2 separate regions of the Sus scrofa genome follow, and region 1 is linked to region 2. The links are chromatin contacts, called in public Hi-C maps. All regions are on one chromosome and are shown on one strand. Each heading gives the region's core, a stretch centred on a gene start, on an enhancer-like site or on the middle of the called end of the contact. The rest is flanking DNA. Distances are from core to core; before and after follow the strand shown. Region 1 overlaps VPS53 (vacuolar protein sorting-associated protein 53 homolog). Region 2 holds the start of TIMM22 (mitochondrial import inner membrane translocase subunit Tim22).

Evidence for each region. A called contact is a pair of places that touch in the nucleus more often than the background predicts.
Region 1: a contact with region 2 is called in a Hi-C map of embryonic fibroblasts, with 2.8 times the contacts expected there. The contact joins the enhancer-like site here to the promoter of TIMM22 in region 2. A contact is called at or near these places in 3 of 5 promoter capture datasets (fetal liver, fetal skeletal muscle and liver) and 1 of 47 Hi-C or Micro-C datasets (embryonic fibroblasts).

Annotation. Positions count from the first base shown.
Region 1 is chr12:47,188,552-47,196,204 of Sscrofa11.1, reverse strand. It overlaps VPS53 (vacuolar protein sorting-associated protein 53 homolog), which reads right to left. Exons shown (of 22, transcript XM_003131813.4): 6 at 6,798-6,913; 7 at 5,037-5,156. Among named protein-coding and RNA genes, the nearest start is that of VPS53, 51 kb to the right of the region's middle. Within about 2 kb of position 1,679, at least 15 of the 83 cell types and tissues checked have an H3K27ac peak or open chromatin away from gene starts, as enhancers often do. A contact at or near this core is called in embryonic fibroblasts, where this site is marked.
Region 2 is chr12:46,899,403-46,905,964 of Sscrofa11.1, reverse strand. It overlaps TIMM22 (mitochondrial import inner membrane translocase subunit Tim22), which reads left to right and starts at 2,755. Exons shown (of 5, transcript XM_021067526.1): 1 at 2,755-3,249; 2 at 5,618-5,814; 3 at 6,358-6,430. The coding sequence starts at 3,012.

The sequences.
Region 1 (7,653 bases), core at 430-2,929, 290 kb before region 2:
GACTCCACAGATCGGGCCAGGCAGACAGTCTCCCCTGATGCCAGGTCACAAGACAGAGCTTCTAGAGCCTCAGGCCCCTCTGTTCCTCCTCTGGTCTTGGCAGGACACAGGGATCCCGGTTCACTCTCTCCTAAGCCACAGGATAATTTCTGGATCGGAAGCTCTGCCCCCGTCCCCCCACCCAGGGACAGTCACAGTCTTATTCTCAGGGCTCCAAAGCATCTCAGGGATCCGATGCTTCCAGCCCTGCCTGTCACCCTCCCCACCCGACAATCCCCTAACTCCGTATTCTTAACCAGATCTGAAATCGGGGCGCCTGAAAAGACGGAGCCCATGAGAGGTGCAGAAAAGAGGGTGAAGCACCAACACTGTGACTGACAGAGCCCCTTGGCCTCTTTTTCAATCCATTTCCAAGGCCACCCTTTCAGATAGCCTAGTCTTAGCTATGCCCCTAATGAGCTACATGTAGTCCTAAATAAGTCATTTCCCCTTTGTGGGTCACAACTAACAAGAGTTTTGAAATAAAAGGGTGAGGATGGAGGCCTTTCAGTATCCTCCCCAGTCCTGATTCTTTCACAACACCCACCGTACAGTGCTAGCTGGCAACAGCATCCATCCTTGCAGGTGACTGCAAGTGGGATGAATAATTAATGCTGGAGCAGAACAATAAGCTTTTGCACATCTTTCCAAGCATAGTTTCTGAAGTGTCTACCAGTGACTCGGATGAAAGAGCAACCACTTCCCTTACTGACATTACTGATGGTATCGAGAAACCCAAGCCATGAGCCGTGCACTTTCAGGGTAAGATATGAATAGCAGTCTTTACCACCAGCTGTTTAAGCAAGATCCTAGAAAAACGTCAACACGCTTAAAAGAACACACCTTCAGCCTCATTCCTTTCTACTCTTTCCTCTTGTAACAATGAAAAGTAAGTCCTGGGAGTTCCTGCTGTGGCACAGCAGAAACGAATCCCATTTGTAACCATGAGGTTTCAGGTCCGATCCCTGGCCTCACTCCATGGGTTAAGGATCCGGCGTTGCCGTGAGCTGTGATGTAGGTCGCAGACACGGCTCGGATTCCGTGTCGCTGTGGCCGTGGTGTAGGTCAGCAGCTGTAGCTCCGATCTGACCCCTGGCCTGGGAATCTCCATATGCCGCAGATGTGACCCTAAAAAGAGACGGATGAACAGATTCTGTTAGCAGAGCATCTATTTGAGTTCAGCTTCCAAGATGGCCCAGTTACCCTTATGCAAATCAATCTACGACTAACAGAGGGGGAGTAAAAATTCCCCCTGGCATCCAAAGAGGCTCGGCCTGGGTGGGTAGTGACAGTTCAGCATTGACCACTCGTAGGAAATGAAAAATAATACAGTGTGCCGCCTGGAAATGAAGGTCAACCCACTGTCTTTTAGGGTCCTTCACGCCACGTGACCAAGGGTTGTTCGAAGGCGCCCTTCCCTGAATGTGCTATCAGATTTCAGAGGGACAACCAACTACGAAAACCACTTCGACATTTATGGATAAAATACCCCTGATGCTTCCCAAACCATGTGAACGACAGTCTCAAAGACAGTACCCTCAACGGTTTGCAATAAAAGGACCTCCCAAAATACAGTCTGTACCGGACAGAAGGGTTAGTCAGTCAGATGAGTCAGCTGCTCCATTTCCAGACAGACAGGCTCTATAAAGAATCTCAACCCAGCATCTTAGAGTGAGTCAGTGGGACGCTTCGAGATCATCAGGCACAGCCCTTACACTTTCGAAATCCTCACTTTTGAAACTGAAGTTCTCTCAGAAAGAACCTGTCACGGTCAGGCCTTTCCATTCTTCACATGGGTTTCTTTCATCCCGACGCCCCGTGATGCCTCGCAGCCTGCCAAGTACCTCTCACGTACAAGTGGTTAGAAAGAGCCCTGAACAACATGGCGCCATTCGACGGCTGCCTGGGTTTCAGGAGAAAGCGAGACCTTCCATTCTTCCTCGGGAGACACGGACTCATTAGACACATTGGCTTTCGTGGATCTTCTTAAGCCAGGAGGATTTGAAATGTAAAGACGACATTAAAGGGGAAAAAAAAAATCTTTCCTTCAACACTACATTAACTTTGAAGCATTTTCCAGAAGGGTAGTTGAAGAACCAGCTATATTCAAATCAAAGTCCCTCAACTTCATATTTCAAGTGTACAGGCAAAGATTTCAGAACCTAACTTTCGCTGCAACTTCCACAGTTTACAGAAGACGGCAGGCTGTTAAGTTCGAGAAACCGAAGTAGTGCACAGGGTGTAACTCTCCTGCCTTCTCCCCTCCCCCCAAACAAACAAGCTATTTCTATCATTTCCAGATGGTTCTACCATCACGATATAAACTTAAGGAAGGAAAATTCACCAGAAATGATGCTAAAAATAAGAAAGTCTGGACTTTCCTCAAACTTTTAGTGCCTCTTGAAAAACAATTACAGTCAGGCACTGAAAACAAGAGGTTTCTTCCTTTCTGTTATTTTTTGCGTTACTTAATAGCATGTATATTCCACTAATCAATGCAAATTTTTGCAAATAGAAAGTTGTGAAATGAACTGAAAGAAAAGTGATTCCTCCTGTGTTTGCAGCAACCCTACATGATAATGAACGGCTGGGACACCAAACTATATCAACAGAATTTTACTCTTCTTTTTTTCTTTTCTTTTTTTGGTCTTTTTAGGGCACCTGTGGCATATGGAGGTTCCCAAGCTAAGTGTCTAATCAGAGCTGCAGCCACCGGCCTATGCCAGAGCCACAGCAACGCAGGACCCGAGCCTCATCTGCAACCTACACCACAGCTCACGGCAACGCTGGATCCTTAACCCACTGAGTGAGGGTCCTCATGGGTACTAGTCAGGCTCCACTGAGCCACAAGAGGAACTCTCCTTTTTCTCTTTTTAAAGGCAGTGTCATTACAGCAGTGATCACTAAGTTCCTTTAAATTTATTAAACCACGTCTCTGAGAAAAATGTTAAAAGGCAAGAATCCTAAAAGAGTGCATTCTCTTGTTGTCCCTACAGTGCTTTTTATAAATAACCTTCAGTTCTGCCTCAACGCTGCTAACACAGTGCCCATCCCACCCTCGGGTAACCGACACCTCCCCACATCTCCTTGACCTCACGGTCACTGTCACGGTCTCCATCTTTTCTAATCCAGAACATACCCCAGTCTCCAGGCTCCTGTACCTACTAGAACCCATGAGACTTTCGCAAAATGCAAATGAGACCATGTTTCTCCCTGCTTAAAAACTTACATTGTCCACAGACTGAAGAACAGATTCCCAGCCAGGTGGATAAAACCTGACCCGGCCTACGGAGACACGGCCTTGCAGCCGCCATCGTCTCCCTAAGGCCTGGGATGTTCTCTATTTTCCCTTCTCCTTGTCTGGGTGGTAAGATCCCACCTAATCATTTAAGATGAGGTTAAAGGAGTTCCTGCAGTGGCTCAGTGGTTAACAAACCCGACTAATAACCGTGAGGTTGTGGTTTGATCCCTGGCCTCACTCAGTGGGTTAAGGATTCGGCGTTACCGTGAGCTGTGGCGTAGGTCGCAGACAAGGCTCGGATCCTGCGTTGTTGTGGCTCTGGTAGAGGCTGGCAGCTGTAGCTCCAATTGGACCCCTAGCCTGGGAGCCTCCATATGCCACAGGCACGGCCCTAAATAGACAAAAGACCAAAAAAAAAAAAAAAAAAAAAAAAAGGCTGAGTCTATCAATTACGCTTCTGAGACCCTCTGCCTGCACAGCCGAGACCAGTTCTGTTATATCCACCCTATACGAAACTTTCAATCAGTCTCTCCTCTCCACACTACCTCTCTCTTATCGCTGCACCCTCAGTAGCCCAGCACGGGGCCTAGAACACAGAAAGTGCGCGATAAATATCTACTCGGTAAGTGAAGAGACGAGCAAGTGACTGCGGAAAAGGATCGAGTCCAGACGATCAGGAGGGTGAGGGGAGGGATGCTTCTCCCCGCCCCGTCCACCCAAAGCAAGTCTGCCTTCTCGCCAAGCTCCCTTCCTCCCTGCAGCTCACAGAGCCCCGTTTGTCTGCTCCCTTGGCTGCGTCACAGCCCCAGTGTGATATGGCGGTCAGCCAGCTCTACGTGTGAAGCAGCTGGAAGGAGGAGGGAAAGGGTGGTGATTTCCCGAGTGTTCCGCCAAGCTCTGTTCCCACATTCCCGAAGGGCGCTTTGGCATTTCTACGATAAGTCACATGGGGTGACCCCTCCCCCTCCTGCCCCAGAAGCTCAGAAATAATGAAAAGATTTTAATAAGAATCCAGAACCAGGAGTTCCCGTCGTGGTTAGCAAATCCAGCTAGGAGCCATGAGGTTGCGGGTTCAATCCCTGGCCTCGCTCAGTGGGTTAAGGATCTGGCGTTGCCATGAGCTGTGGTGTAGGTGGCAGACGCGGCTCAGATCCCCGAGTTGCTGTGGCTGTGGTGCAGGCTGGCAGCGACAGCTCCGATTAGACCCCTAGCCTGGGAACCTCCATATGCTGCAGGAGTGGCCCTAGAAAAGGCAGAAAGACAAAAAAACAAAAACAAAAACAAAAAAATAATCCAGAACCAGGCAAGATGAGGAGGGGTGGACTAGAAACTCTGGTAGGACAGGGGTGAAGAGGGAAACCCCTGCCTAAAATGGCTTTTCAAAAGACGAAGGACATGGAGTTCCCACTGTGGTGCAACGAGATCAGCGGTGTCTTTGGAGCTCTGAGATGCAGGTTGGATTCTTGGCCCAGCACAGTGAGTTAAGGATCTGAGCTGCGGCTTAGGCTGCAACTGCGGCTCGGATCTGACCTCTGGTCCGAGAACTCCACGTGGCACGGGGTGGCCAAAAATGAAAAAAAAAAAAAAAAAGGATGTGAGGGGAGTGGCTCCCAGGAGGAGGAGGGGGGCCCGGGGCCGCCGCCAGAGCAAGGTGTTGGGGACTGGCGAAAGGAGCGACGAAGCCAGGGTCCAGGCCTCAGCCCTGCCACGAACACTCCTCTTTTCTTAAAAGAGCGTTTCTCCAGTGACATCTTACCTTTCAGACAGCTGCCGGATCTGTGGAATGCCCATGTATCTGTGGAAGTGCTCCAGAACATTCATGACGCCCTGAAGAAGATTAGCAACTTCTCCATACTGCCTTCGCCTGGTCATGGCTCTGCAAGCAAACAGGAAGCTGAGTACTTACTCTACAGCACGACCTACTCTGGCTCTAAAGCAGACATCAACTCAATTTGATACGCATTTCCTGAGCAGTGAAGGTATACGGTGCTTGGCACTGGGAGGCAAAAAAATAAGACCCGGTCCAAATCCTTCAGGGGACATCAGTTAGTACGGGAGAGCAACAATTACCACCTAAGCAACACCAAGCAGGCTGAACTTGGTTCTAAACAGAAATCCAAGCGACCTTGGGCTATGGGAGGTACCAAAGGATGGGAGTGATGGGTCGCACTGGGTCGGGGGGCAGATTACGGATTTGGGATTTGACTTGGGTATAATGGGATTAGCAGGCTTTTGATAGACAACAGGGGTATGGATGCTCTTATTCGACGGTTACAGCATTTGAGTAAACCACACATATCTTCCCAGGATACAAGAAAGAGCATTTATATGCACTTCCATGTTAATTCAAATCTGTAGACCTTAAGCCAATGTTTAGCACCTCTGTGTCAGGTATGTTTAGTTTCCCTCCTGCTAAGGTTAATGAAGCTTAAATAAAAGGATGCTGATAAAATCAAGAGTTACACACAGCAAGGAAGGAACAAACTATTAGATCTAGAGTTTTCATCAGGGTTGAGCTTTTTAATTACATGTATAATTTATGACTTCCCTTACGAGGCATCTAAAAAGACAGGATCAAGTTTAAGCCACGGTGTTATGGTGCTACCACTGCCTGGTCTGCTGGTTTGGGGGAAAACACCACGCAGTGGAGAAAGGGTCAAGGACACTGGCCTTTCCGTCTCCCGCCAGCCTGCTGACCTCTGAACACGGCTCGAAGAATGGACCCGGGTTTGCTGAAGCTCAAGCACCGTGTGGGAGAGACCAGGAAGGAGTCTGTCCCTGCTCGTTTGCCGTCAGGTACTGCATCTACATTTCTGTGAAGGTGCCCTTTCTCTGTCCACACATGAGAAGACCCTGGGGTGAGGGTCGGGGGGATCCCAGCCCGAGAGAGGCCACGGACGTGAACAGGAAGGTCAGGATCGTGCTGGTCAAGGAGGCCGGGCTGCTTCTCTGTGGTCAGCGACCAGCTCTGTGTTTTTAACTCCTCTTGCTCTCATGTGCCATTTCTTAGAATCCCTCTCCAAGCCAAATAGGAAGCTACTGTGTTTGAAAAAACATGGGTTTAAAAAAAAAAAAAAAAAAATGTGGGTCGAATGCTCAATCAAGGCTCTGTTTCTCTACGGTACCTGCAAGATGGTGCCGCTGAGGCCAAGAGCTGGGGTGATGACGGCCCGGCCCCGCTGAGGCAGAGGCTGGGGCGATGACGGCCCAACCCCAGCCGGCGGGCTCCGAGGCAGAGCTCTACCACCTGCAAATGACCCATGTTCTAGGAGGCATTCTCTAGGGGCTTTGCAGGTCCCCTTCAGCCTCACCTGGCCCCGGCCTCAGCGTCTCGGGTGTCTGCTACGGCTCGAGGACAGAGGGCACAAGGCCAAAGGGGTGACTACATCCTTGAGGCTGACCTTCGGGGGGTGGGGCAGGGCGCGGAGACGCTCCTGGCTGAGAAGAAGATGAACCTACAGCGCCCGTTTCTCTGACAGTCACCTGCCCGGACCCAAGGGGATGCTGATGCGCTTACTCGAGGGAATCCACGCCGCCCGCCAGCATGTGCAGGTGGTTCAGCGTTGTGATGGAGGTGGTCAGGTGGCGTTTGGCGTGATCCAACTGCTTAATGTCTCGGGTGATTTCTTTCACCTAAATAGGGAGAAACCACAGGAGAAAAAGGAGGAAGAGTAAGAAAGACAGAAACCCATCTGCTACAAGTGGCCTCCCAAGAAAATAACACAAATGAAGTTAGGACGAAAACACCTCGGGTCCGTCCTTGGAGAAAACACAGGTGTTCTCCCAATACATGATTCAAAATAATTTCCAATCAGCCTGTTTAAATTAAATTTGGCACGTCTTCCGCAGACTTTAGCCTGGGTTACTCAACCCTCGGTTGTGAGAATGAAATGAAATTTATGCTCCATCCCAAATGGAGCAACCCAAATAGCAGCTTAGTACGGAGCACAGGTGTCTAGGAGCCCGGCAGGTGTTAGCTCCTCCTGAACAAGATCAGGGAAGGGGGCCTTGGGCACCAGGGCTCCTCGGTTCAGGACAAAAGGGATAACTGAGAGGTCCTCGATCAAGGAACTAGGGTTTGCTGCCCCGCCTCCAGCAAAGAGAGCATTTCTCTCAAATCTCCAGTGGACTAAAATGTAACCCCTGCAATGTAAGCTTAACACACAATGTTAAGAGAGGAGAGGCACAGGTTCTAGAAGGTATCCATAAAATTCTGATGGTGCTGACCCAGGGGGTTCAAGAGAAAGAAACTCCATAGCTGTGAATGTAAGTCTATTTCGGTCATTGGAAAAGCACCTTCAGGGCCGAGGTGCTCTCCAGCTTCACCAGCACCTAGGCGGACCCTGTCCCTAAGCAGCCCAAGTCCACACTGA
Region 2 (6,562 bases), core at 1,506-4,005:
CCCATGTTAAAACTCACATCTTGCCTTATGTGACCACAGGGGACGAGTGGTACAAAGGTCGTACCAAGTCTCGATTCTTAAACATCTTTGGATTTCTTCTCTGATGCACACGCCTCACATGAAGATGAAGCCATCCTGGTGAAGCTGGTGGATACTGTCACCTTCTTGGGATACTTCGGCTCCTGCTCTGGCCCAGCTACAACCACCTATTATTAATCTCTTCTTCCATGAATTTCTCAGCTGCCGTATTTCCATCCTTAGCACCTAAGCATCCTCTGGTTATGGAGGACATGGATCAAATCCCTTTATTTTTATTTTTATGTATTGTCTTTTGCGGGGCTACGCTGTGGCATATGGAAGTTCCTAGGCTAGGGGTTGAACCGGAGCTGTAGCCACCAGCCTACACCACAGCCACAGCAGCAATAGATCTGAGCTGCACCTATGACCTACCCCACATTTCATGGCAACACAAGATCCTTAACCCACTGAGCGAGGTCAGGGATCGAACCTGTGTCCTCATGGATGTTAGATTCGTTTGCACTGAGCCACGAAGGGAACTCCAACAAGGCCCTTTAAATACGAAGTCACTTGTCTAGTAGCCACCGTCCGTCCACAGTGACTTAGCTGGCTACTCAGAGTCCCCATGTGGCCGAACCTCCTACCATCAACAGGACTATTCAGAGTACCCCCCAACCCCGTTACCAAAATCACAGCCAACTCAAAAGCTACACAGGACACAGTGCGCTTCTCAACCCAGACCTCCCCGTGCCACACCACTCGTGCTATTTCTTTTACTCCTGGGCTCCCAATGGGCAGAGAGAACTAGAGAACAGCCGGGCTGGCCTGGACGCCTGGGGTGAGATACAATCAGGCCTTCCTCCAGTTCCACGTCACTACCCAGAGTCCTTCAAGTGGTGGGTCATCGACTCAGAGCGTCCCGACCTCCTACAACTCTCCCTGTGAACTGAATTCATCTTTAAGTGTCTCCTGTTCTCTCTGCCCCACTGAGATGCTGCCCCATCTCTGCATCCTTGGGGCTGGAACAGAAAGCCTGTAAGGGAGAGCTGTTGAGCTCCCAGCAAAACCAGGGCCAAACAAAGTCCCTTGGGCACCTGCAAAGGTTCCAGCCAGAGAAACAGATGTGGGAAACCACTTCTCACTTTCGGAATATGCTTGAGGAGGTTCAAGTTCTCCATTCAGTGAAACCCATTCCACTGTGGAAGGCGAGGGTGGGGAGAGAGAGCGGCAGACCAGAGCATCTGGGGTCTCCATCTGTGATCCGGGCCATCTCAGTCCAAAAACACAGCATGGTCCCACGGCATTCCTCTCTGTGCTGACTTGGGTCTCAGCTCAACTCCGATGCTGACGCTTCATTTGGGGATTGATGATTGCTCTCTAACCAGCCGCACGGGTTAACCATTTAGATCGCTCCTTGTTCCCAAGGCCCTTGCCTGAGACCTGCCTATGGGGCTGTTCCAACTTCTCTCAGATCCAACTTTGGCTCTTAAGGCATGAATCAGAGTCCTGGGCCCCTCATTCATCTGAAAGGAAAGGGGGGGTGGCAGGGTGTGTTGAGTTTGAGGTGCCTATAGGAAATGACTGGTTTTCATGCTGCTGAGAAGGATTGAAGCTGGAGATAAAAATCTGGGAGCCATTGCTCTGTTAGAGGTGGTGGTAGAAGCCATGAGTGGGTGAACAGCTTCAGAGAGAGCAAGGTGCATGAGAAGAGGATAAAGGATGAGGCCCTGAGCATCCAACAGGAAAGGATCAGGCAGAGGTGCCTGCAAAGTCTGAGGAACTGAAGAGATTCTAGCAAAACCAGGACAGAGGCTCCACCGAAACTGCGAAGAAACTCCGAAGCAGGGAGGAATCGACAGTATCACATACAGCTGAGGAGTCAAGTGAAAGGCATCTGAATTAGTCTCAACAACTGGGAAGCACTGGAGACCTCAGGGCGAGCTTGTTCAGCGGTCTGGTGGGAGCAGAAGCAAGTGAACCACATGCCCTGCTTAGAGGCACAGAGAACTCTGGCGACCAAAGAGGTGTCTCAGTAGACTGGCTACTGCTCACCACCTTCTGCTTCCATTTACAGCTCTCTTAGCTGATACACCCAAACACTCCTAGTCTGGATCAATACAATATTTAGGGATCTATTTTAGTGCCATCGACACTACTGCAAAAGTTCTTCTGGATTCATATACGGTGCTATCTCACAGTTAACCTTCAGGTTCTGAGTCTGCAAGTTCGTAAGCAGTTTAACTGAATCAGCATAATGTAAATTTGGCTTTGCATGGCAACGCTAGTCCCACACCGCTCATTCCACTGACTCGTGGTTGGGGTAGCAGCCTCACTCCACTTCCTACCACTGTCCCGGATTTTTCTTAGCTTGCCTAGCTTCACTCATTTGTTCACTCATTTTTGGCCCCTTCTCTCTCCCCTCAATGGCTTAATTGCTGAATAAAACATTTATTTCATACATTTATGCTACGTCAATTTAGCAAGCACTCTAGCCCACTGCCATCCCACAACCCCCGCAAGCAATCAGTTGGCTCGCAGGGCAGAGATGAGGCTCGCGCGCCCCCTGCTGGCTCTCCTGCGCGCTGCACCCTCCCTCCCTTCCGCCTGTCAGGAGCTCCAGAAGAGGCAGAGACGCGCGTGTCCGCGCAAGGCTTCCTGGGAACTGTCTGGGGGTGTACCTATTAGAACTACAAATCCCAGTACGCACCGCGCTTCAGCCACGAAGAGAGACCTTTCTGGTGACTCTGACTCTTATTTATCATTGCCTTCGGGAATGTTGCACAAGCCTGATTCCGTGTTCACAGAAGGTTTTGAGAGAACATGATAGCACTTCTGCCGCGTGTGCACGAACAGGCTTTCGCGACTTCTTTGGACTCGCCCGGTGTGGCGAATCTGCTGTTGCGTCTCGGTGGCTGTGCGCGCAAGGGCCCACGGGAAGCTTGTGGAATCGCCTGTGGGAAGAAGGACGCCAGGTTTCTTGGGCAGCTACTGTCATGGCGGCGACGGCCCCCAGTGCAGGGGTCTCTGCGCCTGAGGCGGCGGCTTCCACGGAAGCCCCTCTGCAGTACAGCCTTCTTCTGCAGCACCTGGTGGGTGACAAGCGTCAGCCCCGGGTCCTGGAGCCTGGGACCCTGGGCGGGATCCCGAGTCCCGCCAAGAGTGAGGAGCAGAAGATGATCGAGAGGGCGATGGAAAGCTGCGCCTTCAAGGCGGCGCTGGCCTGCGTGGGAGGTGAGGCGAGGTGAGGGGGGCCCTTGGGAGGCCGAGGGCTTGGGCGGCAGCAGGGTGCCCTGCCAAGAAGAACACGCTCCTGAGAGGCAAGGAGTCCGTGGGCCTCGACCTTGACCCACCCCCGCCTGGTTCAGTGAACTTGAGCAGTGCGTCCTTAGACCCTCTAGGCTTCCGTCTCTGGAAATTGGATCAGAGAACCGGCCCTAGATCAGGACCTGGGGGAGTAAGATGGTTGACCTCATTCATTCGTTCACACATTTCTTTGTTCATTCTCTTTTAATTAATCACTTTTCAACAGATTGTCACTGAGTAGCTATCACGTGCCCGGTGATGGAGAGACAAGAGCCTTGTTCTTCTGAAGCTAACCTCTTAATATACATAGAAAGAAAAATGTTGAGAAGGAGCCTGGAGGAGGGCCCTGCAGGGCAGGACACAGCACTTGCAAAGGTCTGGCTTGTAGTGGCTCGAGATTAGAAAAACAGAAAGGCCATTATGACTAGACAGCAGGGAATGGGGGCAGGAGGTGGGAAGAAATCTGGACTTTTTTTTTTTTTTTTAACCTCTTGAGCATTTGAGAATGTAGGTGTCTCTCCTCTATGCAAAGAGGCTGACCACATTTGCAGATGAGTTGAAATCTAATTGAGAATGAAAGGCAATTAAGAAGTGAAGGTCATAATTCCCTGGTGGCTCAGAAGATTAAGGATCTGGCGTTGTCACTGCTGTGGTGCAGGTTTGAGCCCTGGCCCAGGAATTTCTGCATGCCACGGGTGCAGCCAAAAAAGAAGAGAGAAGCAGAGAGAGACACGAATGTAGCGAGAGTGCAAATATGATGTACGGTAGGAAGAGGAAAGATCTTTTTTGGTTGGGGAAGGCCTTGGAGGAGGTGAGACTGGAGATGTGTCTTGAAGGATGGAGAGTGTGGGTAGACAAGGAGGCGGAGAGATGTCATTTCATGCTGGGGGTGAAAGGAGTTCTTTGTGGCACAGCAGGAACCCAGCCGTTGTCATTGCTGCAGCTCAGGTGGCTGCTTTGGTGCAGGTTGGATCCCTGGCCCAGGAACTTCCACATGCTGTAGACGCAGCCCCCAAGAAAGAAACAAAACAAAACAAAACAAAAACGGGGGTTGAGTGGGGGATTTGGGCTTTTTGCCTGTAGTTTTAAGGGCAGCAATAGATGATTTTTTTTAGAGGGTAGCAGTGGTAGTGAGTATGATGACTGAGGGTGGAGTGTGGCCAGGGAACGTCTGTAGACAGGGAGACCCGAGAGGGAATTTGCTAGACTGAAGCTCCCTGAGCCATGGACTGGGTCTTTTTTCATCAATACCTGACCCTGATAAATCTTACATAGCTGTTAAAATGATGAATGAGTCTTTGTAGTGCCCCAAGGTGGAAGCCATAAAGTCCCGATGTGACTCAGCAGTCACGAACCCGATTGGTATCCATGAGAACATGGGTTCGATCCCTGGCCTTGCTCAGTGGGTTAAGGGCCTGGCGTTGCCGTGAGCCGTGGTGTAGGTCACAGACGCGGTTCAGATCTGGTGTGGCTGTGGCTGTGGTGTAGGCCAGTGGCTGTAGCTCTGATTCCACCCCTAGCCTGGGAACTTCCATCTGCTGCAGGTGCTGCCCTAAAAAGCAAAAATAAATAAATAAATGAAAAGAAAAAATGCCCTTGCATTTTGGGGCAGGAGTGACTAGGAAGAAGGAGCCATAAACAAGAACGTCTGGAGGGGCGGCGCCCGAGATTTCCTTGAGCGTTTACAGACGTCGAGGTGCTGAGAGGGCATCCACATGGAGATGCCCAGCAGGCTCCGGAAGGTCAGCTGTGCACAGCAGCGTAGGGGTAGCCATTCGCTTTGTGACTTGAGGAAAGTTACTTAACTTCCTGGAGCCTCAGCTTCTTCGGCTACAGAAAGGAGAGGATAATAAGATCTACCTCACCGGATTATTGTCAAGAATAAATACGACTGGCTGTAAAGTGTCAGGGTGACTGGCACGTGGTGTTTGCCAAATGACTATTACGAATGCACTGTTGTCAAGGGGCGATTTGCAAAGTTTTTACCTGAACTTGAGGGTGGGTGGTTTGCATGAAAAGTGTGGCAAGAGAAAGAGGGAAAGACACTAAATCTTGAGGAATGTTAGCAAATGAAAGGAGGAGGAGGAAATCCAAGAAGAGCAGACGAGAAGCTGTCAACAAGATCTGGATTTTGTGATGTGGAAACCAGGCAAGGGGAGAGTTTTTGAGGCGGGGGTGGGGGGTGGGATGGTTCCTTTCGCTGGCAGCCACCCAAAAGGTGCTATTTGAGCGTGACCCCACTGCAGTAATCCAGAAACCATGCCAAAGAAATCTTCGTCTCTGTGTGTGTTTGTAGGATTTGTCTTGGGAGGTGCATTTGGGGTGTTCACTGCCGGCATCGATACCAATGTGGGCTTTGACCCGAAGGATCCTTACCGAACGCCGACGGCAAAAGAAGTTCTTAAAGACATGGGGCAGAGAGGAATGTCCTATGCCAAAAACTTCGCCATTGTGGGCGCCATGTTTTCTTGCACTGAGTGTTTGGTCGAATCTGTAAGTGTCCCTGCCTTCCGAGAGAGCCTTGCCTGTTTCCGTCTGACAGCTTCGCAAGAGAAAGGCTCTTGCTGTTACTAGAAAGCAGCTCAGAAATGTCTCGTATTTGCTAGATTGAATTTCCATTAGTCTCTCATGTAAACGTTTTTTGTGTTTATCATTTGGGCTTGGTTTATTCTTTACTTGTTTTTGTAGGGTAGAAGTTGGTTAATGATTTTACGTTTATTTTTTTAAGATGTTAATTTTTTTATTATAGTTGATTTACAAAGTTTGGCTAATGATTTTGAACACAGGACTTAACTGGGGAACCTGAGAAGAGATTTTGGTTACCTCTCAAATGGTGCACTTGGTTTCAGTGCCCTGGTTCCACCTGCAAGAAGCATTTATGAACACATTCAAATTTTTGAAAACTATACTTTTGAAAAAGAGGAGGTTTCCTTTGGGGAGGGACTAAATTAGCTACCCAGAAACCCTGCCTCTTTTCCCTTCATCGTCTTGTCTGGCTTGTTTCTTTGGCTCTGAACTGCTCTTCTCCACCCACAGTACCGGGGAAAATCAGACTGGAAGAACAGTGTCATTAGTGGCTGCATCACTGGAGGAGCCATTGGTTTCAGAGGTTAGTAACCAGTCGTCGCATGGTTTGCTTTGTGGCCTTGGACAACATGCTGAAGTTGACATTTGCAGATATGTAAGCGTTCCAAGGACAGCCTAAGGCATATGTGGACACTCAGTAGTCTTCTCTTCTGAC